2 separate regions of the Anser cygnoides genome follow, and region 2 is linked to region 1. Evidence: chromatin contacts called from public Hi-C data. All regions are on one chromosome and are shown on one strand. Each heading gives the region's core, a stretch centred on a gene start, on an enhancer-like site or on the middle of the called end of the contact. The rest is flanking DNA. Distances are from core to core; before and after follow the strand shown.

The links. A called contact is a pair of places that touch in the nucleus more often than the background predicts.
Region 2: a Hi-C map of liver shows a contact between it and region 1, with 2.1 times the contacts expected there. The contact joins the promoter of HDDC2 here to the promoter of TRMT11 in region 1. A contact is called at or near these places in 3 of 7 Hi-C or Micro-C datasets (granulosa cells and liver).

What each region holds. Positions count from the first base shown.
Region 1 is chr3:65,701,586-65,709,513 of Taihu_goose_T2T_genome, forward strand. It overlaps TRMT11 (tRNA methyltransferase 11 homolog), which reads right to left and starts at 3,612. Exons shown (of 13, transcript XM_048065611.2): 1 at 3,278-3,612; 2 at 2,315-2,380; 3 at 1,513-1,586. The coding sequence starts at 3,355. HINT3 (histidine triad nucleotide binding protein 3) reads right to left here. Exons shown (of 6, transcript XM_048065621.2): 6 at 7,609-7,928.
Region 2 is chr3:66,027,373-66,035,300 of Taihu_goose_T2T_genome, forward strand. HDDC2 (HD domain containing 2) reads left to right here and starts at 3,054. Exons shown (of 5, transcript XM_066994324.1): 1 at 3,054-3,214; 2 at 3,411-3,532; 3 at 4,455-4,557. The coding sequence starts at 3,152. It overlaps LOC136790456 (a long non-coding RNA gene), which reads left to right. Exons shown (of 2, transcript XR_010830395.1): 2 at 100-616.

The DNA.
Region 1 (7,928 bases), core at 2,362-4,861:
CTAAGCTGATGCATCAAAGATGCTTTTTTGTTTGGTCTGTCTTATGTAGCCAGAGTTATAATCAGTGGTTCTATCCCATTTGAAGATTTAGCTAAGATGTTTGACATTTTAAGATTTTTTAGCACTATGCTGTTTCTTACACTTTTGTTGTTGTTTCCATATTGCTGGCTTCATTGAAAGCATTGCCTTGGAAGATGATAGAACTGATGCTACTGCAGTGAAGGCACACCACCACACACCACATCACAGACCTTCCCTCCAGCATTCAGATATCCCAAGTGCCCTATCCATATCAAAGAAAAAAATCCTACAACAGGAACCCTCATGGCACTGCATATTGTTAGACATTCCTATGTGTATTTGTAACACACACCATACACAAAGACAACCTTTAAGGATCAGCGGTGGCATGCAGTACTTTTACAAGGATGGTGGTTGACTCCCTAAGGGAAAAACTTCCCAGCGTTCAAAGATTTAGCTCACTCACAGAAATGTAAAAGAGAACTACACTTTACTAAGTGACAAGGGTCAGTGGTAGGCCATTTAGTTACAGTATTCCTTTCCTGACAAATATTTAGGGCTACGTTTCTAACCTGCATTTACCCTGAAAAAAGAGTAAATTTTAACAGTGTGTAACTTCTTCTTAAAGCATCTGTTTCTATTTACTTTAAGAATTTAAACTATATTTATAGATGGAGCTATGGAAAAGCTAACAACATAGGCTATACTAGGGACAACCAAGTATTCATCTTTGAGTTTTATTTTGCTGTTGGAGAAGCAATTCAGGCTCACTTCTTACCTTTACACTTAATTATCTAAAAAATAAAAAAATAAAAGCCCACAACATGCTGCTGAGAGTTTATTTAGATAAGTATATGCTTCAGAGCTTTTAATTTTCATTAGCAGTGCAATTGAGATGCTCCAGCAATCTTATGCTAACGTAACTCCCCATAGGAGGTAAAAGGGCAGAAAAAAATAGTGGGCAAGTCGTGCTTTCTACATAAAATAAGCATACGACAGTTGTATGTATTGTTTGAAAGAGCATGCCATATAGAACGCCTGTAAGCTGTTCTGTTGTGCTTTAATTCCTCAGGCACATATGACAAGGAATATATATCTTCTCATACCATTCCCTTCTAAACTTGATTTTCAGTTTTTACCTATCACTGTTCTTATCTTTTAATTCCATATGTGTTTTAAAATGAGCCACTAACTAAACAGTGTTCAAGTCAACTGGGAAGTCATTGACACTACAAGACGAGTACTGGCTCTGCAGTGAAAAACAGTGCTTCAAGACCTGGTGCTGACTGTAAATTAAGTAAAAAGGACAGGCATACTATGTAATCGGTCCTATAGGGTCCGACAATACTTCTTTATTTCTAGAGGTAAGCAGTGACTTAAGACTTAGGACCCCATAAGTCTTAAGACTCCATACAAAATTAATATTTTCCCTCATATAGCGAAAGTTTTTTACAGCCTACTTTATCATTTTCAAGATTTTTCACCTCTTACTTTGCACATACTGTCCGTTTCATTATTCTCCTTGCCATCTCTTCTGAAGGAATATTGAGAATCCAAAACGGAGACTGAAATAAAAAGAAGATGAGTGATGCAAATGCCTACCTGGAGGATGTTACATGTATTACACAATTACACAATTCTGTTGTATCAAAACAGAACATACATGCTGAAGAAAAAAAACACGTTAACAGTACAGGGAATGTGAGGATAAAACATTTAATTTAAGGTAAAATTAAATCTTGGTTGAATAGCCAAGAACCTTTATTGCAAATTCAATTTCCCCACCATATCTTAGATTTGGTAAAAATATTATGTTTGTTTACAATTTTCTCGATTATTCATCCTCTAAGGAATCATAACACCTACTTAAACAAAACTAACAACAAAAAGCTAGTAATGTTTTCTGACTAAGCATTGAGACCAGAATCATATAGCTTGCCAGCTTCACTTTTTTGGATATACTGTCTCATCAAATTAGAGGTAAACACTAAATTCACACGGCCTACTAAAATGCGTTCATGGTTCAGCTATTCTGAAAAGAAACGAGCCTCCCAGTAGATGGCACAATTTCTTTCTATATAGCTAAGTGAAGACATCCCGATGTGCTTTTTGTGCATCTTTTCCTAAACTCAAAATCTGAACTGAAATTCAGAATTGCTCATTTTTGGAAGACAGCTTATTTTCCTAAGAAACTTCAAAATATATTCGGTTACACACTTTAAATAAAAATATCATAAAGGGCATATTTGCGTATCATACGTGCACTCAAGTAAAATATTTGGTCCCCACTTACATTTACACAAATTTCCTGCTGATCGCTAAATTGTCCCCCATAGAGCGAGAGCAAAGATGTTATTTCCTAAAGTGAAAATAAAAAGGTCAGGCTTTAGGAGTATTCACCAACATTTTAAACTTTATATATATATGTATGTATCAGAGAAAGAACAGCATATTACAAGTTTTAATGCAGACGTGACCTCTACAGGGATTATAAACAAAAACTTAGCAATAGAAGAAAGAATGGCATTTACTACGGATTTATTGTGAAAACCAACAATGAAAAAATCTTAGCGTAATTGTGTGGCTAGGGCAGAGGTTTACAATTAAATTCAGCTCGTATGTAGTACTTACGAGATGAAAAAAAAATAGACTCTTCTGCTGTAAAAATAGCTGACTGTATTTCTCAGAACTCAGCTGCAAATGAATAAGTTACTGACAGGTTATGCAAAGCTGTACAACGTACAGCAAGATCAAACGCAAGATTTCAGTAAGGAAATCCCAGTGTTTTCCATTCCCGCATTCATCTTTCGCTGCTGTTAATACTGCCTAAAGGAAAGCGACAAGAAGCAGAAGCGCAGAAAACACGGCCTGCGAGGAAAGACTTAGAGAGACGGAGAGCGGGGCGATAAGGATCTCTCCGCGTGCTAAAGCTTGCCGTGCTGAAGGAAGGCAATGACTGGGTTTGTTTACTACGGGGACGACGAGCAGCAGCCTGGGTCAGGCACTGGGAAGATCCCTGCGAGAGGAAAGACAGCGAGGTGCTGGAAGGGGTTTGCCTCCACAGCTTCCCCCCCCACGCAGCGTCCCAGCCTCCCACTCCAGGCTGCGCCCGGCCCCGCGCCCCGGCCCCGAGCGGCGGCCCCGAGGCAGGCGGCCGCGTCCTGGGCACGCCGCCCGCCCCCAGGCCGTCCCCGGCTGCAGCCGGGGGGGAGCCCCCGAGGGCAGCGCCCCCCCCGCCCGCCCGCGGGGCGCTCACCGGCAGGCGGAACTCCAGGTGCTCCTGCGCCAGCAGCAGCAGGAACCGACCCAGCGGCACCGGCGGCCGCGCCGCCATCTCGGGACGGCTCCCGCCTCCCCGCCCCGCATGCGCCGCCGGGCGGGCCTGGCCGGCTCGGCTCGGCTCGGCTCGGCACGGGAAGGGAAGGGAAGGGAAAGGAGCTGCCCCTCGGCGCCCCGCAGGGGGCCTGAGGCAGGGGTGGCTGTGCCCGGCCCCCACCCGCCGGAGCTGCCCCGCTAGGTGACGGGTGAGCGGCGTTTGTCTCGGCTTCGCCTCAGCCTTCTGCGGTTTCCGTGTGTGTCGGTACGCGTGTGTAATTTGTGACTAATTAAACGTACGTCTAATTGCGTGCTTGGTGGTTTTTTTTTGTTTTTTCTTTTTGGGGTGTGTGTGTGTGTGTGTGAAGCAGGGTGGCGGCTGTGACATGGGCGTAGAAGCGGAGCGTTCCTAACAGACTGCCAGGAAAGGGGCAGAGATACAGCTACCCGGAGAGAGGAACAATGATTTTTGTGTTGCCAGTTATCCTTTTATTATATTTTAATATCCAAACTTGATGTTAGGATATATCAAGACTCTAATCCCGTGCTCCCTGACCCCGTTACGCTGAGCTGGAAGGCCCGGCTTACCCAGCCTTCAGTAAGCCTCTCACGGGAGCAGCCCTGCCCAGCAGCCGCCCCGTGTCCCGGACCCCCTGCACGTGCCGTGCGGATTTGGGGATTTGTGGTTCTCAGCACGGGTCAGGCTTTGCTCGTGACCTGCTGCTTACAGGCACGGGCTGCGGTCTTGCGGTGTCTGCGTAGCCTCCTGCTGAGGAGAGCTTCTCATCCCGCAGCACTCAGACTGGAGTCGGCGTGAAGACGAGAAGAGGATCCTGATGCAGCCGGGCGCCTGAAGGAGCGCTTCGCTGGGCAGCCCCTGGGGAGAATTGCTCCAGGCGTTGGGCCGGGCTCCTGCTGGTTTCCCAGAGCCCGGGGAGGACCCAGGGCCAGCCCAGGCTCAGCGCCGCAGCGGGTGGGAGGAACCGCTGGGGGGGGCGGGCGCTGCGGGGGCGGCGCCGCTCGGTGAGGGGCCGGGGGGCTGGGGCCGCGTCCCGGCGCTGCGTTCCCCGGGGTGCTTCAGCGGCTCGTCCTCGGCAGCCTCGCCCCCGGCCCCCGGCCCGAGGCCCGCAGGGCTGGCGGGGCACGCCGCGGCCGGGCCGTGCGCCTGGCCCGCGCTGGGGCATGGAGCGCGGTGGGTGCGAGGGGCAGGGCGAGGAGAGCGCCGGGGCGGTGGGCGACCTGCGGAGGAGCTGGCAGAGCTGGGCGGAGGGCCGCAGCGAGTACCAGAGGAGGAACCCCTTCAGCAGCGAGGGCGGGCTGCCCTGCAAGCCTGCGCTGGCTCCCAGAGGGGATCCCGCCTACGGGAGGCCCCCTGAGGGCTCCCGGACGGAGCAGCGGGGGAAGGACGCCCACTCGCACGTGGGGCGGGAGGTGGAGGAGCTGTGCCTGGTCATCAGGAACACGGGGCGCACCGGGGACGACGGGCGCGTGAGCGTGACCTTCGGGCAGCTCTTCGAGACCTACGTGACCATCTCCAACAAGGTGGTGGGCATCCTGCTGAGGGCCAGGAAGCACGGCCTGGTCCGCTTCGAAGGCGAGATGCTCTGGCAAGGAAAAGACGACGACGTGGTCATCACGCTGCTGGAATGAGACCCGGCCGTCCGACGGGCTGTGCTGCTCGCTTCCGCGTGGAAAAGCGCCTGGACACCGCCTTGGAAGAGGTTTTTGTTGTGGAACTTCAACTCGGCAAGTTAACGGGACGCTCGCAGGAGAGAAAACAGGTGAGAAGGATAAAAAAAAACAAAGCTTTCATAAAAACAATAGCTGTTCTGGACAGAAATCACAAATAATCAGCTAATCCATCACGTTGCCATTGGATTGTCCTTTCATTGTCATCATCCACTACGATGTACTGTGGCTCTCCAAGCATCCCTGCTGACTTAGGGCTTTAGGCTGCTGAAAGCAAATTGCTAACTTGCTGCTATACAACAGTGATTCTTACAGGTTATAAAAGACTCACCGTGGGCGGATTTTGGTGTACAAAATATGGAATTGAAAACTCTTTGGGGAATTCATATACTTCTTCAAACGGGAGCTTGATATGTAGCAAAAGTTTAGGTTATTTTCACACTAAATAGATGGAAGTTATGCTGACTTCCATGAAGCATATGCAAATTCCCAAGTATACAGAAATACCACTTGCTTAATGGTCTATGGTACATACAGCAAGGATGTTTCATGATTCCTAAATACGTTGCACGTTGCATGTATTTTGGAGAGCTGCACTAGTCCTGGTGTTTAAGTCTATTCTCCAAACCATCTCTGTGTCTTGTCCTTTTCCTCTCTGTATCTCACACCATTTTCACCTGTTCTTTCTTCTGATGCTATGTCGTACTCCACATCACAAAGTTCTGCAGCCTTTTTGGTGAACTTAGCTATACCCCTTCATAGCGAGCAGGGTGCTACAGCACGAAGACGTGAAAGACAGCAGGAACTGTACGCTGAGGCACTGTGCACATATGAAAAGAAGAAAAAAAAAAAGTCTCTTTTACTTCTTTCAGCAGAGTGTAGCAATGCTGTTTACAACAGGAGAGTAGAGATCCTGCAGTGCCAAACGCGTAAGTACAAGTGTAGTGGTGCAGTCACGTGCCTCACTGAGCTGTGCTTTCAGAGCACGGTTGTGAGTTCTCCAAACTGGGAGCAAAAATGATCTGCTAGTTAAAACTAGGGACTGAGAGATGAGTGGTAAGAATTTTCTTCATGGTTCTTCTGGAGGAACTTTTTCAGTGCTGAGTTGGTTATATACAATAGTTGTTATAACTGTGCTTACAATAGTTCCCACCAAGAAAACAATACATTGGGAACACAAAATTCTTTTTTTTTTTTTACCAGGGCATATAAAAGCTTTTATGTGCTGTTAACTACATTACTTGATGAGTCTTTAATATAAGAATATTCTCGTCTCAAAAGGAAATTGAGGCATATTATAAATTATTAACTTGATTTAAATGATAATTACTTTATGCTATTTATAAAAGTTTTTTGTTTTGTTTTTTTCAGAGGGCATAAGAAAATAATGATTTTTGTTTGACACTTTAATCTAATGGGGATTTGTAACAAAATAACTCTTCGGACTGAGCATACAAAAATGCACTTTTCATTAACCTCCTAGTGAAAAGACAATGAAAATAGGAGAGAAAAGGATGAAATGAATGTGGTGAAATAAGTATATTTGGAGAACGGGACAGCCAGATGCAGGTGCAGCATGGAAGGGGAAACAAAGGATGAGTTTTAATCACCACTTAATTTTACCATGTTGGAAGCTGGGGAATATGTGCTGCGCCACACACTGCTGGTTGGTGTTCACATAGCTCTCAAAACCACTCCTCTGTAAAATTATTTACAGCTTGCACTTTAAAACGAGACACATAACTTGTCGTTATAACACGCTTAAAATGCTTTGCTTTTTGGAAAAGCATTCCTTGACATGAGTACACATTAAGGATTCAGCTGCCATTAGGTAAAGCCTGGGGATACATTTTGATTTCAAAATGAATCAAACTTCTTGTAATACAGCCATGGCATGTGGTCTGCTTAATTCCAACAATTTGTGTATCCAATTGATTCAGCAGTAGCAATAGTTCATAACTTGTAGGCAGCAGGACCAGGCAGTTCAGGTATCGCCAGCTGACTAATGGGGTATCAGGAAAAATAACACAGTACTCTCCAAAGACACAGAGCTGAGGCAGTGAGTAACCTGAGCACCCTACGGTGCAAGTCCAGCTCATGGAGACTCACAGACTCTTAATTAAGACCGGGGCAGGTAGTTAAACAAGAACAGAGGCTTCCACTGCCATGTATGTAGTTAGTGTCAGATAGTAACACGGCCTCAGCTGCACTCCTGCTGCTGCTGGCTGGTTTAAATGTCACTGGAGTACATCTGCAAAAGCTTTAAGCGTACTTCTGACCAAGTCAGACAGAAGCGGAGTAAGCCCTAATGAAATGGGCCTCCCAACTTTGTAAGTGACTATGAAAACTTGCCCTGGCATAGTTTGAACATCAAGGATTGTTATTTAAAACGTAACTTATAGAGGGATGGATTTTTTTTAATTAACCATTTATAGGGCCAAATTTCCTGTCTGCCATGTTTAGATGAACATTCAAGAGTGACAAATATTTCTGTTTTACGTGCCCATGCAATGGTTACCAACACCAAAAAGCTGCCAAACTGGGCCAGCACACAGGTTGTCAAAACTAATTTCCTGTTTTCAGCAATAGCCAGTATTTCAAAAGAAGTCTAAGAGACAATACAGTTGGTCAGTATGTCCACTGATACACTCAAGAATAAAAAATTAGCCCTGAACTCTGTACAGACAGGAATGCACGCTATCTCATGGACATGACTGAATGTAGCTACTAGTTTACACGTTATAAAATTTTGTTTCCTCATCTGCAACGTAGAGTTTCAATTTGATTCTGCAGAATAAAGTTTTTAAAACCTTTTTTCTATGCAGCAGGCTCCCATTAGTGTAAATGGAACAGAATTTAGTATTATTGTCACAAAAAATGTAGGATGTGAGTTTTAAGTATTG
Region 2 (7,928 bases), core at 1,804-4,303, 330 kb after region 1:
AGTTAGACTTAAAAATAGCACTGTTGAACTAGACACAACATCTTATTTAAAATACAAATTAAATTACTCTGCGTTATTTTTGTGTTTGTCTAAGTTCAGAAGGTATGCAACTACTGCCCAGAAACCAGAAAGAATCCGTTTGCAGCCAGAAAGACTGCAAGATAAAGAAAGCTGATGAAGCTCTGGTGGAAAGAGACCTGTGAAGGACAAGAAGGCAATCAAAAACAGCTGGTATGGATTTATGAAGGACAAATCATATTTGACCAACCTGACTGCATCCTATGATGAAGTAGCTGGCTACATGGAGAAGGAGAAAGCAAGTGGATATAACAGATCTTGACTTCAGTCCAGTTTTTGAAATAATTTCCTGCAGCATTTTCACTTGCAAACTGAGGAAATATGGCATGAGCAAGCTGGCTGTTAGATGAACTGAAAACCTCCTGTACTGCTGAGCTCAGTGGGTAGCAGTTGATGGCTTGATAACCTTCCTGAAGGCCTACAGCAAGTTGAATACTCTAGGGGTTGTTACTAGGGCTCACATGGTTCGTTATCTTCATCAAAAACCTGGACAGTGAGACAGGACATACCCACAGCCTACTTTCAGATAATGCTAAGGTAGGGGGAATGATTGACACGCTAAAAAGTAGAGCTTCATTTCTGAGAGACTTCGAGAAATTTAAGGGCTGGGCTGCCAGAAGGCTTAACATGTTCAAGGAGAAATGTGCAACCCTGCACCCAAGACAGAATAAGCCCTTCTGTTGGTATCAGATGTGAAGAAATGGAGCTGGGGATCAGCTCTACTGAGAAGAACCTAGGGTTATGTGAAACCCAAAGTCCAATATGAGCAACAGCGTGCTCATCCCAAAGAAGGCAAAACCACTGAGTAGGCCTACATTAGGGGCATGGCCAGTTGACAGAGGGGGATAGTTGATCTGTCCCCCTTTGCTTGCTGGTGGTGAGGCCTTGCCAGGACAGTGTGCTGCTTCAGTTCAAGTGGAGTGTTTACAGAGAAGGTCTACCAAGATGATCACAATCTAAATCACTTCCGCTGGGGGCTGAGGGAGCTGGGCCTGTCTTGTCTGTTGAAGAATGCGAGGGGTCACATAGTAGCAGCCTACAGCTACTTGAAGGGGTTTACAAATAGGACAGAGCTAAACTCTTCTTGGTAATAGTAGGCAACAGAACAACAACCAACGGCCAGAAATGGCTTGGGAGGTTCAAGGAGGATATTATTTACTTAGAAGACAGTTAACCCAGACAAATAACATGTTGTTGTTCTGTTTTCTTTTGTTTTGTTTTGGGGGGGAGAGCCAGGGTTGGATGGTTTTGAGAGCTGTCAAGGCAACACTGTAATCAGACCTACTTTCAGTGGGGAGGCTGGACTATGCAATATCCAAAGGTCCTTTCCAACCAACATTTCTATGATTGTATACAAATGTAAAACTGATGTCTTCCCTTGTTTATTGTGGGAAGATAGCTTTTAAATTGCGACCAAAATGCATCTGGGCTGTATTATTTATTTGGGAGTGTGTTTAAGTATACACGGGAGCAAAAAATAAAAATACTCTGCCATCTGTTGATATCTGGCAAACTGCAGATGTTCTTTACTGAAAGCGGAATATTTAATTGCCACATTTAAACCATTGTCTGCTATTTCAATTGGTAATATAAAAATAACAAAGAAATGCAATGCATTTTGAAAAGCTACAGATTGCAAAGTGTTTTTATTTAGTGTATTTATTTATTTAGTGTATTTATTTATTTAAGTGTATTTATTTGGTGTTTTTATTTAACTTGCAAAAGTGAGGAGAAGTGACTGTAGCCAGATTTCAGGAGTCTATAACCTTAAATCTCTTAGTGCAGCAACTGTGATAACAACACTCTTTTCTCTGAATAATTACATTAGCTTCTTCCATTTACTATGATGATTTTTTTTGTTTGTTTGTTTTAGGAAAAAAAAAAGAGGAAAAGAAAAAGCATGCTACATGCTTAAGTGGTCATTGATATGATCAGTTTTGACCAACTATGAGCTACTCACAGAGAAGGCCTCACCAAGAATTGTCGCTGTTGCCTATATCAATAACAGCCCAGCTTCTACTCCTCTACCTTTGTGGCAATTTTAAGATTTGAAGAAAAGCTTGTCAAGTGTAGGGAATTTAATCAGAAGAAAACATACTGATGAGGAAAGATTGTGCAGCCTGTGGTTACACTTCATTTCTGACCCTTTCATCGCAACGGAGAGTTATGTGACCTGTATGTATACTTGTGTCACATCGTTGGAGTAATTAAGGCTCCTGTCCCCTCTCACCACCCCCAGTACTGCTGTCTGCCCTTTAATTATTGCTGTTTCTGCACATCAGTTGTGTGCTGGACATTACACAATGAGTGTAAAGAGGCCATTCCAGGTCCAGGTCCAGTGGACTTAAAATTGAAAGTCTACTCTTAGTCCGTCTCTTTATTGTCAATTTACTGAAGAATTGCTAGCAATTTCTGAATATGAGAAGGCACTTCTTTACTGTGAGGGTGACAGAGCACGGGCACAGGTTGCCCAGAGAGGTTGTGGAGTCTCCTTCTCTGGAGATATTCAAAACCCGCCTGGATGCCACCCTGCACAATGTGCTCTAGGTGATCCTGCTCGGCAGGGGGTTGGACTAGATGATGTTCAGAGGTCTCTTCCAACCTCACCCATTCTGTGTCTCTGTGATTTGGGTCAGGTAATTATCCCCTTGTAATCTTATCTACTCCTTTCCTGCACATGGAAGGATTTCTTCTTCTGTTTTTGCGGCCGTGGTAAGTCACCACGTTCCCGTTATCACAGCAGTCACATCCACAAACACCCGGACTTCTCCCGTTGCTTTCCTCCTCGGCCTGAGCTGTTATTATTAGAGTACTGATTGCGGTTAATCGATTAGGTAATAGCCACAGGGGAGCCGGAGATCTGGGTGTAAAAACTCCCCGCTGGACCTTACACCCACGCCCGCCAGGCGGCTCTCCCCTTCCCCGGCCTTCGGGGAGGTGCTGGCCAGCTGCCGCGGCAGCCCCCCGGGGCAGGCCGTGCTCCGCGGCCGGGAGGAAGAGGAGGAGGAGGAAGAGGAAGAGGAGGAGGAAGGGGAGGAGGAGGAGGGCGCTCGGGAAGCGGAGCGGGCGGCCCATGGCGGCGGGGGGCAGCGGGGGCGGGCTGCTCGCCTTCCTGCGGCTGCTGGGGCAGCTCAAGGTGCCGGGCCGGGGACGGGAGGGCAGGGCGGCGGGGGAGAGGTGCCCGGGGGGGGCCGGGGGGGGCCGGGGGCTTGCCGGCTGCAGATCCAGGTGCCTCGGAGCGCCGAGGTGGCAGCGGGGCGGAATTTGCCCACGTGTCGCTTCAAAACCTAAGGTTTCCCCCTTTAAGTGACCGCGGTGCTCCCTTCCCGCAGAGGGTGCCGCGGACGGGATGGGTGTACAGGAACGTGGCAAAGCCAGAGAGCGTGTCGGATCACATGTACAGGATGGCGATGATGGCCTTGGTGACCGAGGACAAAAACCTGAACAAGGACAGGTGAGAGAGACCCTCTGGTTCCCCTGCCTGGTGCTGCCACGGGGGAGCTGCGGGCACAGCGCTCAGAGCAGCCGTCCTGCTGAGGAGGAGCTCTTAAGGCCCACCGACGGTGTTTGAAGTGCTTTCCCCACATCCCTTCCCTCCATCCTTTGAGCTGTTTACCTGGAGAGGTGAACGGGACGAAGGCTTTTTATCACTAAAATCAGAGTGCTGAGGCTCTGAGCTGGCTTTCCCTCAAGCCTGAGACAAGCAAGCTGAAGGCATCCCGGTAAAAGGCAGTTTGAAGCAACAGACAACAAAGGCAAAGACATTCTCGGTGGATTTGGGCAGGCTGAGTTAGCACTCAGCAGCAATCGGGAGCCTCATAAATCATACAGCATAGAAGAGAGAGCATCATTAGTATTGAACGAGTTGTCAAGTACAGTATGGGATCATATTTGCTGTCACTTCAGGAGCTGATGAAAGCAGTGAAGGCTTTCTTGAGGATTGTGCTACAGGCTGACATAGCTGCTTAGCTGCAAGCATGTTTTGTCAGCTTATAAATTGAATTTGGGGTGGCGGCAGATTACGTTCTACCTGTTACAGGGATAATGTGAAGTGTATAATGTAGGTAGCTCTTGTATGCTTGGTTTTCTGAGATGTGAAAACTACATACATTACTTTTGAATTGTATGCTATTGTGCAAACTATATTTTTACTTATATCTATATTTACAAGCAGCAGGAGATAGAAATTGGGAATTAAAATCATGTCTAAATGGAAAACAAGGCCCTTAGGCCCTTAGCAAAGAAGTGAAATGTATTATGTAAAATCTCTCTCTATATATGAAAGGGATAAATTATGGGGGCTCTTAGCTTTATGAATAATAAGACATAACTTAAAATGTTGAAAAAATGATTATTCTGTCTTTGCTTTTTGTCAGATGCATACGATTAGCGTTGGTTCATGATATGGCTGAATGCATTGTTGGAGATATTGCTCCTGCAGACAACATCTCAAAAGAGGAGAAACACAGGAGAGAAGAGGTATAGACATAAGCTGTGAAACCACATCTGCCAAGCATTTTGAATGTTTTAAATGCTCTGCTGGTAGTGAAGAGACCCTCAAAGCAACCTAACACTGTCATTGGCATTGCACAAGTAGGCCACTAACACCCAAAGTTTTCAGCTTGTTTTAATATTTTTTTAACATGTAACATAACAAAGTACAAAGTTACGGAAGGAGAATCTTTGAAGTAATCACATTGATAATTTGTTCCCAAGCTAGCAGTATTTTTGGTAGCCTAAGTTAGTCCTGCTGACAGCCTTATCAAGCAGGAAGGAGCAGGGAGTAGGTTCACTGATAATAGCATGTGATGGTTAATGGCAGATGTGTGGTGCCAGATAATTTGATAGTGACATACACTGTTTTTTTGTTTGTTTGTTTTTAACAATTTGCACAGGACTCCAAACACAGGTATCATTTCTTTTTGTCATTCATTCCTGAGTGCAGTGTGGCTAGAATTATTTTATTTTTGGCCTTGTACATATCCAAACTCTTGGCTTATCGTTCCTAGTTTGATGTTTTATTTGAAGAAAATGTAAACCACTCCTTCAGTTACAGCTAGAGGGCAACATGGTGCCTCGGAATTTCTTTTGAGGCTACCATTAGCTCTTCAAAGTGTAAAAAACGTTGCAGTGATTTCTTTTTCCCCACTTTTATGCATACTTTTTTAAAACTTGGGAGTGAGGGTTATGATTAATTCTAGGAGTAAGCTTTTTGCTAAGGAAGTGGAACTTAAAGATCAAAGCAGTATTCAGTGTTCTTGAAGTACTATCTTTACTGACTATAATTTTAGTTTTTTTTTTTATTTCAGTGTACTTTCTAGTGTGCCCTTACATTGAATAAAAAAAACACCTCTTTCCCTAAAGCCTTCAGGGTTCACGTTCAATAGAGGAAATTCTAATTTGTATTTAGGAAATGAAAAAAGTGTTTTGATGCCTAAGAATGTTATTTTTTTCTTCAGTATTTGCAGCTCCTTGCAGATCTCATTTAGCTCGCTAAGGGCTTTTTTGTTGACTTAGTAGGAAGCAGCATCAAGCATTAAACACTTAAATTAACTGTTAAATACTTTGCTGTAAAAATACAGTAAGGGTAACAGCTTCATGAGCTTAGATAGCTTGTACTGAATTATCCATATGCTGCTGCTGCTTCTGAGTTCTCTTTTTCCCTTTCACAACCAGCTCAGTGTAAGCTGTAGAGCAAGCTAGTCTGCTTGTGCATTGTTTAATCAGCTAGTCTCACTAAGGCTAAGGCAGCAGAAAACTAAAAGAAACAAAGAAACCGGAAAAAAAAAAAAGGCAACAAAAAAAATCCTACCTTTTTTTGGCATTACCTGTCATTTTGCCCTGCTAACATCAAATTTTGATGAAATCTGAGCTGAAAGGTGCTCCCCAGTGATGGGGAGTAGCTGATTCAGCTCAGTCATATTGCATAACTGTGTCCTACGTTTCAAGTGGAGAAACAATTATGGCATAAAACCTTTGTCTTCCCTGTGATGTTGATCGTTTCAGAAGCAGCCCTAAGTGTTGCTAGGAAAACAGTAGAAACGAGACTGATTAGCTGGGAGAATACAAAGAGCATGCAGAACAATTTCTGCTTGCTGGTAATACCATCAGTTCGATATTGTGTTAAATCTTCTACCAAAACTGTTGGTGAGCAGATGGTATTTCAGTCTGGGAGTACTGTGTTTTATTGCTGCAGAGTATTAAATGGATTTTTGTTGTCTGTTTTTCAAAATCAGATATTTTTTAAAGGCTTATGTTGCATTGCCTGTGTCAGTAGCTGTTGTCAGCCCTACTAGTGCAAATGGGCTAGTTGTGAGTTTGGGTGAGGACAGTTGTTTGTCAGCACTAGGAATTCAGATTTTAAAGCTACTTCTATGAACTGTACCTATAATCTTCCCAGTAAGTACAAATGTTGCCTTGACTTGTTAAATCTGGAAGGCAGAGCTATTTGACTTGCCTGTTTTGCTCTGGGCTTCTTTTTGGATTCTTGAAGATATTTTTATTTTTTAATTTTTCAGATTAGCTTTCTAGCAATTCACTTAAATGGTCTCATAAAAGATCCTCTACCAAGTGGTCCTTCTGTTCCTCTGGAAGATTTCATGTACACATGCACTTTCAAGTAATATGTTGTGTAGTATATGTTTCCACAAACTTGGTAACAGGTAATTAATTCTTCAGGAAAAAAAGTGATAAATTGAGTATATTTTCACTCACTCAAAAATGGCTATGTACAAATGGCTTCTATTTTTCAGGCAGCTATGCAGCAGCTGACCCAGCTTCTATCAGAGGACCTCAAAAAAGAAATCTATGAACTCTGGGAAGTAAGTTTGCATTCTTTTAGTCCTCTGCTAAGATTGAGGGTAACCCTTTATGCTCTTTCTGTTGACCCATGGAACTGTCATCTCTTATTTTGATCTCAAGCAAGGTAGATTCATTGGCTTTGGAGGTAAAGCTAACAGTGTGAATCAAGGTCACTTACGAATCCCTTTTAAAAGGGAACCCCAAACTTTGGCAGAATAACCAGTCTCTGCCTTTGGCCTCTCAAAGTTCCAGATGGACCTGCCCTGGGCATGGTGTGTACAACTGAAAGAAGGGTATATCTTCTGCATCCAGCACTCTTGGAGAAAGATCTATTTATTTATTTTTTATTTTTACCACATTATCTCTTTTGTTGACGTTTGGCTGTTTTCAGCTCATAATAGAGGAAAAAAACAATGGCAACTGATTATATCTTGGAGTATTTTCTGCTTTTTATACATGTAATAGTTTATGTGGCATCCATTTCTTTATTAGACATCCCATTAAGCTAAAATATTTGCTAGTAGATTTTGGCTTATACTTAAATGTGAAGTACTGACAAAACAATAGTGCTTTTCTACAAACAGTGCTGATTGCTGGCTGGTATTGGGTACCTTAAATGTTTGTATTGGAAAGTATCTTCTGTATTTGAGTGTGATTTAACTTTCTGATGTGAACTCATGCATCAGAAAATTAATTGATAAGATCTGTTATAAACTAGGGGTGATCAGATTATTTCCAAAGACTTCATGTTTGTAATTACTGTGCTTTATATTCTCCTGGCATGCAATCGCATGAAGACAAATGCATTCACAAACTCTTGTTCACACTGTGTTGCAAACAGTTATGTTTCTTGGCCTCTGTAACCTGAAGCTGTATTTTGTGCTGGCATTCTTACCTTTCCACTTGGGCTGTATTTAAATTCCAGATACTGGCAGCCAATTTCTGCCTTGGATTATAACCACCTGCTTGTTTTGCTTCATTTTTCTTGCTGTAGTTGTGTGTTGAAGCTGGCAGCAGGGTTGGGTTTTCAGTGCTGTACTTCAAGGTAA